Regions from separate parts of the Mus musculus genome. Here region 1 is linked to region 2. The links are chromatin contacts, called in public Hi-C maps. All regions are on one chromosome and are shown on one strand. The core of a region is the stretch at or near the end of the contact, and the rest is flanking DNA. Distances in the headings are between cores, read along the strand shown. Region 1 has its middle 20 kb from the start of Mtif3. Region 2 overlaps Plut (PDX1 associated lncRNA, upregulator of transcription).

What was found. Hi-C and Micro-C count contacts between places; a contact is called where the count stands out from the background.
Region 1: a contact with region 2 is called in a Hi-C map of pancreatic cancer cells, with 3 times the contacts expected there. The contact joins two enhancer-like sites. A contact is called at or near these places in 2 of 39 promoter capture datasets (the 3T3-L1 cell line and the C10 cell line), 9 of 15 datasets of contacts at CTCF or cohesin (CD8 T cells, the G1E-ER4 cell line, the NIH/3T3 cell line and 5 more), 212 of 484 Hi-C or Micro-C datasets (3T3-L1-derived adipocytes, the 63-12 cell line, the AML12 cell line and 129 more), 20 of 115 datasets of contacts at active chromatin or transcription factors (PVALB interneurons, T-cell acute lymphoblastic leukemia, astrocytes and 15 more) and 6 of 9 other capture datasets (adipose tissue, embryonic stem cells, embryonic tail and 3 more).

What each region holds. Positions count from the first base shown.
Region 1 is chr5:146,981,528-146,986,335 of GRCm38.p6, reverse strand. It overlaps the pseudogene Gm46936. Among named protein-coding and RNA genes, the nearest start is that of Mtif3, 20 kb to the right of the region's middle. Within about 2 kb of position 2,900, at least 5 of the 459 cell types and tissues checked have an H3K27ac peak or open chromatin away from gene starts, as enhancers often do. A contact at or near this core is called in pancreatic cancer cells, where this site is marked.
Region 2 is chr5:147,232,207-147,236,960 of GRCm38.p6, reverse strand. All of the region lies in intron 3 of Plut (PDX1 associated lncRNA, upregulator of transcription), which reads left to right. Gm38750 (a long non-coding RNA gene) reads left to right here. Exons shown (of 3, transcript XR_868709.1): 3 at 1-83. Among named protein-coding and RNA genes, the nearest start is that of Gm38750, 4.0 kb to the left of the region's middle. Within about 2 kb of position 1,355, at least 20 of the 459 cell types and tissues checked have an H3K27ac peak or open chromatin away from gene starts, as enhancers often do. A contact at or near this core is called in pancreatic cancer cells, where this site is marked.

The DNA.
Region 1 (4,808 bases), core at 1,651-4,150, 250 kb after region 2:
AATTAACCACTTTCCTCCAACACTTACCATATTGAGTGGCTCTAGGTACAGCCATCAGGGCGGACTCTGCCATCTGCATTTAGAAAATTGCCTATACATTTATTAAAGTGAAATTCACCCATTAATTAATGCCGTTCCCCCTGAAGACTCTCATTAGCACATTGAGCTAATTGCTGAAACCGCAGGCCCAAGGGTTGGTGGCGGGGATTTTTTTTGTGTGTGCTTTTTTTTTTTTCCTCCTATTGCAGTAAAATTCGCTCCAGCTTTACCCTTTGTGTGATTTGCAAAAAGATATGACGGTATGAGAATAAGCTTTGGCAGCAGGAACTGAGTCAACTTGCAGGGTCCTTTTCCTTCTGTGTGAGGTACGGACAGCTGGGTACCGCAACAAGGGATCCTTCAAGCATGAGATTGGCCCCAGCGCGTAGCCAGCGCGGTGCCAGTGCCCCGGATGTTGGGCTTGGATGGTTATGAGACCGATTTTGGAAGAGATTCCCAAGGCCCGTTTGGAGTGTTCTGCCGTACACTGTATCTCTTCTCTTCCCCAGCATCCTGTGGCTCTCATGTCCTTTCCAATAAGCAGATAACAAAGAGGGCTCAAACAGATCAAAGGGGCTTAGGTGTGTTTCTATCGGTGGGAGGAAGGCATCCGGCACACCGGTGCACTCTAGAGACAGGGCCTTCGAACTGTGGTACAGACCCGCCCCGTGCCTCCCTGTTAGCCCCAGTCCTCAGTGTTTCAAAGATCTTTATTCACTCTAGCAGGCCGGAGGCCCTGGGTTCGTGTCCCAGCACCAGCAATACCCAAACATCAACAATATCCTGCTGGTTGATTAGGCAGGAACGGGACAAGCTTAATCTCTTACACTCCACAAATGGTGTTTGAGGTTCGTATTTCCAAGCTCACTTAGCATGTTGCCCCGTGGCACCCCACAGTGGATCCCTGGGATGTTGGGGTAGTGAGATAAATAATGAAATTCCCCACCTATCCTCTAGGTTCCGATCCCCGGAGCTTCAAATGTTACCTCACATAGCAACAAGGGAGGACTTTGCAGATGTGACAAGGTAAGGATTGGAGACTGGAATGGGATCCAAATTATCCAAGAGGCCTTGACAGCCACTGGCATCCACAGGAAAGCAAGACAGAACATGAGTAAGCCAAAAGCACGTACAGAAACTCTGGAGCCCACTTAAATCCTCTGCAGGAAACAGAAAACTTTCCCCTAGGCTCTCCAAGAGAAAGGCTTTGAACCTCTGGCTGCCAGAATTGTAGGAAAAGCAGGGTGTGAGGTTCACAGCTGTTCCAGTTGTGTTCTCTTGCTGTGGGAAGGACACAAGGAAGCCACCAGGTTGCCTGGATCGGGTAGAATGGAAGCTTGGAGCCGCTGGACTTTCTTGCCTTACAGACAGGCTATAAGATGCAAACATTTACCCTCTGAACAGCAGGAGCTGGGTGACAGGATAGCTTCCACCCTCCAGGGTGACGCTGACAATCTGACCTTGGGGAGTTAGAGCTTGCCTCACTTCCCCACCTTTAAAGTGGTACGAATGCCTGATTCCTATTGGGTAACTTGCCAGGGTGAGATGAAATCTCAGGTATCGTACATGCCGCACACAGCAAATGCTGTGCACGCAACAGTCTCATTGTCACCTCCTGGACAGTTTTCTACTGTAGGAGTGGCACCCACTGTCCCTGCCTGAGTCTGCCCTGCCCAAGATGATGAAAGACAATATAGATCAAAGCATCAAACCCGGGTCTACACATGAAATTAATTTATGACCCAAAGTAATTTCACACAATATTATTAGTGTGTGTGTGTGCGCGAATTTTGAGTGTACTGCCTCCTTTCCCTGAAGCAAATACCAAACAACTCAGACAAAGAGGAATTTCACTGCAATAGAAACTCACACGAGCACACTCACACACACACACTCCACACACACCACACACACACACACACACACACACCACACACACATGCTCTTCAGGCTCATTGTAAATTATATAAATACTGCTGCCTCACACTCCTGGCTGACCATCCCTTTAAGGTCCCTAACCTAATTATACCACTAAAACCCCCTTTGCTCTGTAAGGGCCCGCAACCACAGATTTGAGGGTTTTTATCATCATCTTTAAATGTTTTAGGGACTGCAACTCTGTCACCCTCCTGCATGTTCAATACCTCTTGCTGCTTAAAAAGTGGGGGGCTGGAGAGATGGCTCAGCAGTTAAGAGCACTGACTGCTCTTCCGGAGGTCCTGAGTTCAATTCCCAGCAACTACATGGTGGCTCACAAACATCTATGAAGGGATCTTCTGGCATGACTGCTAAAAGGTATGGAGACCTTTAATCCCAGCACCAAGGAGGCAGAGACAGGTGAATCTGTGAGTTCAGGACAGCCAAGGCTACATGGTCTCAAATAAGCAAACAAATAAAATCCACTAATCTGGGACAATAATTCTGTCATGAGCGGTAGCAGGGTGAAATTTTTATTTCAAGAACTTTCAGACGGGTGTAAAAAGATCTTCCAGCACATGGCGGGAAGGGACCCATTTTCTCAAAGAAGGGGTGGCACCCGAGATTGTTTTTCTGGTGAGTTTAGCTAAGTCGGCCACAGCCCCCACTTTGTAGAGCAGCCAGCTGGGATAGAGGTAATGGTCTCTGCCTAGGAAGCCCAGGGCAATCAACAGTTTCCTTTGAAAGCAGAAACATCTAACAGGCACAAAACATTGCTTAAATCCAGAGAAGTAAGACTTCTTGTGGAGGAATGGCCTTCAAACCATGTACGGTTCATCTTTGAAGACCCTCAAGATTCGAGTCCTGCCCAGTGTCTGCAGCTGCATGGATGCCTGAGAAGGCTAGCATTAAAGACAAGGGAGCCGATGAGTGGTCAAGGCAGGTTTCAGGACGACTTTTCAACAGTGACACCCAGTGGCCGCCATGTGAAACTGCAGGCCTGGCTCCTGGAGACTTCGGCAGGTAGGGTCCATGGGGAATCAAGCGCTCCTAAGCAGCTCAGCTGGCAGACTTGTTAGAAGGGAACTTTGTGAGGGGCATACGAGGAATCAGAGAGGCTAGGTAAGACCTGCTACTGGGCATGGGTGAGGGTGGCTTACAAGATACACCTGGCTTCTTTTCAACTTCCTTAGTGACTCCCATTCTGAAGAGGAGGGTCTTCTGCAGTGAGCACCCCATCTGCAAGGCCTGTGCCGGTGTGTGGCCCGCTGTGCCCCTTCACAGGTACCCTACGCTGTTGGGTAGGTGCACACACCCAGGGCCCAGAGTGCCCTCAGGACTCTGGGGCTTGTGAGCCCAGTTAAGTTTTTAATTTTGCCTCTCTTTTTTGAAACAGGGCCATACTATGTAGCCCAGACTGGCCTCAAACTCATGATGCCCCAGCCTCAGTCTGCCAAGGGCTAGGGGATTAGAGATATGAGACCCCATGCCAGTTTCTCTATTAAAAACATAGAGTGCTTTTGCTGCGGATGTTGCATGCAGAGGAGATGTAGATAGAATCCATCTCAGCAAAAAGCAGACATTTCCTCCCTATTTGCTCGGAGTTCTGCTCTGTGGAAGGAGAGTGGTCCGGGATGTCCTTATGAATGAAAAGGGGGGTTAAATGCATAGATGGAACCAGCTCTACTGACAGCCAGAGAGGAAGTCCCCAGGGAGACATCCCACATAACAGACCTTCCCTTGTCAGCCTTGGGGGCCCAGCTCATAGGTCCTCCCGGGAGTCCTGGCTGTGCTCTGTCCCAGTGTTTCTCACTGAACGATCAGTGTGTGAGTTTATGTCTCTCTGCTGTGGAGAAAGGGACTGGTCAGACCTGTGGCTCTGGGCGACCAGGGATGTGGCCGGTTCTTGGCTCTAAGCTCACCTGCAGAGGAAAAAGTCCTGGCCCCCAGTCAATGGTGACTTGACGGTCACGCTGAGCAATCCTTCCGGTAGGAATCAGTTCCATGGTCAGATTGCTTCTATGAGAATGATCCACTGCTGGAGACAGGGAGGGTGTTTGTGTCTTGCAAAGATCTCTGTACCTTAGAAGGCACCAGAGATCCAGAACTCCCAACACCCTCTCTCCAAGGGAAATGCTGCCTTGCCTGTGTGTCTGGGATGCTTTTGGGGAGCAGATGTGTTCTGAGCCATAACAAGCTTTAGGCTAGATCTGCAGTGTGGGAAGAGAGAAGATTTGAAGCCTCATAGAGCATAGGCAGTCTGGGCTGCTTGACTCTGTAAGTCCCCTGGACCTGCACGGTGGGAAGATGAGTCCTTGATGAGAGGAAGGTGGGGTTAGGGTGTGGGGTACCTCACACAGAGTCAGCCTCTAGCTACACCCACCCCCAACGTCCTTGATGAGAGGAAGGTGGGGTTAGGGTGTGGGGTACCTCACACAGAGTCAGCCTCTAGCTACACCCACCCCCAACATCCATACCTCATCTAACTCCCGCCTATCCAGCGGCTGTGGTCTGGTGGCCTTCCCTCAGAAGCCAGGCTTACGGAAAGCCTAAACACTAGGCCAGGCTCTGATGATGAAGGGAAGGAAGGCTCAGGGTTATCTAGATGTGCAATGGCAACTATGAGCCATGCAGTGTGGATACACAGAGTACCCTGAGAGACACCGGCACTCCTGACCTTAGGCAGGTAGAAAGAGGAGAATCCCTGCCAGGCCGGGCTGTGGGGGAGTGAGGAGAATTGCCAGGGGCAGGAGCCAAGAGTGTGGAGCTGAGGAAGCACAGGGAGGCAGTCCCACAAGGGCACATGCTGGCCAGCAGGGCAAAGATCAGGACCTTCTTGCTCCATCTGGGCA
Region 2 (4,754 bases), core at 106-2,605:
GCGCCAGCCAGACCTTCTGAATCAGGAAACTGAGACTGAAAAGCTGGGCAGTGGTGACGCACACCTTTAGTCCCAGCACCCGGGAAGCAGAGGCAGCTGAATCTTTGAGTTCAAGGCCAGCCTGGTCTACAGAGCAAGTTCCAGGACAGCCAGAGCTACGTGAAGAAACTCTGTCTCAAAAAGAGAAAGGAAGCAAGGAAGGGAGAGAGAGAGAAAGAAAGAAAAGAAAGTAAAGAAAGAAAGAAGGAAGGAAGGAAGGGAGGGAGAGAGAGAGAGAGAGAGAGAGAGAGAGACAAACTAGGGATTTCACAGACATCCTAGTAGTTTACCCATTCTAAGTACTCAACACCTGGATCTATATTGTCTTTTCAGTCATGAAACTTCATCTCAACTTGAAAATCTGAACTAGATCCCAGTGATATGTCAGTTATGGGGTTAGAGGGAGTGAGGTAGGAGGGCTGAGGGAAGATTCCACCCTGCATGTCCTCAGCCTCTAAACCAGAGGTTCTCAACCTGTGGGTCATGACCCCCCCACCCCCCCACCCCGCCAGACCTTTGGAAGGCACCACAGGAATTTACATTACAGGTCCTAACAATAGCAAAGTTGCAGTTATGAAGTAGCAATAAAAAGAATGTTCCCACAACATGAGGAACCCTATTAAATAGGGTCACCACATTAGGAAGGTTGAGAACCACTGCTGCAGCCATGAGCGGCTTCCGTGCTGTGGCTCTGAACATTGAGGAAATCACAGGCAGAGGCCAGGGATTGCTGGCGATGGCCTCTGTCCCAGCCGTGTGTGTTCTGCAGGAGTGAAGGAACAAGAGAGCTCTCTCTCCCTGCCAGATCTGCTGACTTTGTGACTAGCACACCTGTCTGGCTAGCTTGTAAACTGAATGGCCACTTTCTCCTGACAATGGCCTGCTCAGAGAATGATTTATGGGCAGTCAGTTCTCATTTATAAAAACGACAACACTCCAGCTGATAATATTGATAGATGTGAAATTCGGTATCTGCAGGATAAAAGCCACTGGCCCCGCCGAGACTTTTGGCCGCCTGGCAAAGGCGTGGTGTGCTGACTGCTGCTAGTTCTCTGAGGAGTGTTTAAGGTCCACGGCATTAAACTCAACACTAGGTTCTGGGCAGATCCCAGGAAGAAAGGCTACGGAGGAAATGCTTTGCTCTGTGATTCTCATATAGCAAGGAGCTATGGGGTCAGTCACTTAGGTCACGGAAGACAGACATGTGGGCAGCGAAGCTGTGGCTGAGACGTCCTCAAAGAGCGCTCTCTGTGGTGTGCCGGTAAGTACAGTGAGGAGTTGGCACCACCTTATATCTGCAGGTTTCAAAGTTCTTGGGGTGAGTCAGCCGTTCCTTATACTTCTTATGAGGCACCCTGAAGTACAGGTTAGGCAGTGGCAAGGCAGGTCATGGAGTGACTAACCAAGCTGCTGCCCTTGTGACCCAAGGACAGCTAGAGAAGGAGACAGGGTCTGCAGAGGACTTTCACAGTTTGGTGCCCGACCTGGTGCCGCACCGGATCCCCCAAGCAGGTACGTAAAAGCTCTGATTTCACTTTTGGGTGTGAGGCATAGAATCTGGGAGCCCCCTGATGCTGAGCCACACCCCCTCGCCTCTTAAACTAGCTCCTCTTCAAAAATTTTGGTTTGGTAGGTGTGTGCTAGGGTGGAGATCGGAAGTCTAGTTTAGCCGTGTCCGTGGGTGACTGCGGTGCATGACCACACTTGGCACTTAAGAGTCAATGAATATGGGGTGGAGGAGCTGCGGAGGTACCGACTGCCATCAGAAAGGTGAGGGACCCGACCACCACCAGAAAGGCTATTCTCTTCCTTCCTACTACTCCCTCAGTCAATCAGGGTCTCCACTTAAAGGGGTTATATGCCCTGTTGAGATGTCAGTGTGTCCCAACAATTAAAAATTATTTTTTTATATTGTATTCATTTACTTACTTTGTATATACGGGTGTTTGGCCTGCATGGATATCTGTGAAACACCTGCATGACAAGTGCCCAAGGAGGCCAGGAGCGGGCGTCACATCTCCTGGAATTGGAGTTATAGGAGTGTGAACCACCATGCCTGGGTTGGGAATTGAACCTGGGCTCTTTGGAAGAGCAGCCAGGGCTCCTCGCCACTGAGTCATGTCTCCATCCCCATGATTCTGATCAGGGTTGAAAGAAGCTAATGTTTTCTGAGGGACAGAGAGACATTTTTCTTTAGCCTTGTGGTCACTGGTAAGTTGGCCACACCCCTGTAAGTAATGCCTCATCCATTCCACCCTCCTCCCTCTCCCCTTTCACCCTCCTCCTTCTCTTCCATTTACTTTTGGGCCATTTCCTTCCTCCTGTCAACATTAGCGTTGGCCTTGTGGGAGGGGCATATCATTTTATCTGACCCCTGTGATCGCATCCAGCAAAGACTCTTCCAGACCTCACACGGGGTACATGTCTTGAGTTATGGCAAACTGGTGGCAATAAGAAAAGTCCTTTATTCTGATCTGAAAGGCTGATGGTGGAATGTGGGCCTTAGAAAGCACAGCTGTTTGCCCTGTTTTCCCAACACTGAGTGGAAAGGAAAATCCTTCCTGAAGAACACATGTAAACATTTCCTGAGAAGGCCACGGTTCTGCTTCCTGCAGCTTAGGTTCAACATTCACACAAGGAAACGTGAAGATGGCTAACCACAGCAGCACGCAACTGTTGACACCAGGCCTGTCAGAGCCCTCCAGTCAGTCCTCTTGAAATGGAAGGAAGCTGATAGACCATCATCCTGAAGAGACAGGAGCCAATTACAGAGAAATGGAGGCTTTTCCGTACAGTCCTGGGGCATGGCGGCCTGGAGCATGCAGGCTACCCACTGCTGGTTGTGACAAGGCTTTGCACAGAAGTGAGGGGGACTCATGACCCTGAGTGACGAGGAATTATGTGACAAAGGGAGCATGCACTGTGCTGTCACCACTCAGCAAACCATACCTCAAACTCCTTCAGGGCCAGGGTGCCTTTTTGCAGCGTCTTTATCTTGTGCACCTCATAGAATCAGCTAAGAAGGCAGTGTCTATTTTCTCGCCAGCTAAGGGCTTGAGCTGTCCCCATAGTGTATGACAAAGGCACCCAGGAGAATCTGGATTTTATTCAGTGGGAGAGAATAAAGAGATTGCTAAGGGTTTGTGCGTGGAGTTGGTTCACAGAGAATCAAAACCACCTGGGGCCAGCTTTGGGTTATAGGACAAAAACTTAGCCTAAATGGGTAAGATATTCATATTATATAATTCAGTATTATCTAAAGAGACTATATCTGAGTGGGATAGATTAGCCTGGCATTGTGGCACATGACTTTAGGCCCAGTACTCAGAAGATAGAGGCAGGAGGATCTCTGTGAGTTCAGGCAAGTCTAGTCTGTCTACATGGGTGGTTTGGAGGTTCCAGGTCAGCCAGTGCTGTGTAGTAAGATATTGTCTTAAATAATAAAAATGAATCTGATGATGACGAAATAGAAGGACAGTCAGCTAGGCATGGTGGGGCATGAACGCAATCCCAGCATGCAGCAGTTTGGAAGATGAAGATCAAAAGCTGCAGACCACCCCAGGCAAGAAGGATTGGAGTCAGTCTGTTGCAAAATGTCTCTCTTTGCATGAAGTCATGAGGGTTTGTCACTTCTTTGTTTGTATTCTTGATTTAGGGTATATTTTAATTTACAAATTTTTTAATTTTTAATTTTTTAATTTTTATTGATCTGTTGATAATTTCATACACATATATACTGCATTTTGACCTTATTTACACACAGACCCCTCCCCAACTGCTCCTCTTTTTCTAACCTTTAATCCCACTCCCACTCTGTCTCCCTCTTTTAAGCCACCAGAATCCAATTTTGGCAGCCTGTATACTCACGGGTAGGAGCAATCCACTGGAGTGTGGACAGCCCTGTTGGGCTATATCCTTAAAGAAAACTGGCTCTCCCTCCCTTAAAACTGGCTCTCCCTCCCCCAGAAACCATGAGAGAGGGAGATCTACTCATAGGTCCTCGGCTGGGGGTGGGGTCTCAGATGCCCATCTCCCACTCCACTATGGAGTGTTGACTGGCTTGGTCCTGTGCAGGCAGCCACAGCTGCCGTGAGCTCATGACCACAGTGGTCCACTTGTTTCCAACAGACCCAGTTTCCCTCTAGTGCTCACTGATCTCTGTCTCTTAGCATCTTTCCACTCCTGTGATGGTCCCTGAGCCTTGGGGACGGGGCGTGTGGTGTAGATGTCCTACTCATGACTGAATAGGCCACTGATGCTTTTTCTCTGCACTTTGACTAGCTGTGAGTTCCAGCACTAACCACTGACCACTGCCCAAAGAAACTTCTCTGATGGAGTCTGGTTCATCCCTGGCTCCTGTAAGCTCCACAGCCGTGGGTTCTGGGTCAGCTCTATAATACCAAGCACGTGTTTCCTCCTCACCCATAAACAGCCCCGCCATGATTGCAGCCATGGCCATGTCTTGCCACACTGGGTATAGTACCCACGTCTGGGTAAGACTGTTGATGACGCCTCCTGCCCTCTAGAAGCTAAGTCCTGAGTTATGAATTCATCTATCCTTGCCCTTACTCATGAGGTATCTATTGCACACTGACTGTCTGCTAGGAACTGCACCAGGTGCTGGTTGGCCATCACAGAGATGAGTCGAATGCACTTTCTGCTTTGAAGGTATCTCTCTCTGGTCAAGTGAGGACACCTTGTAAATATCCATGATC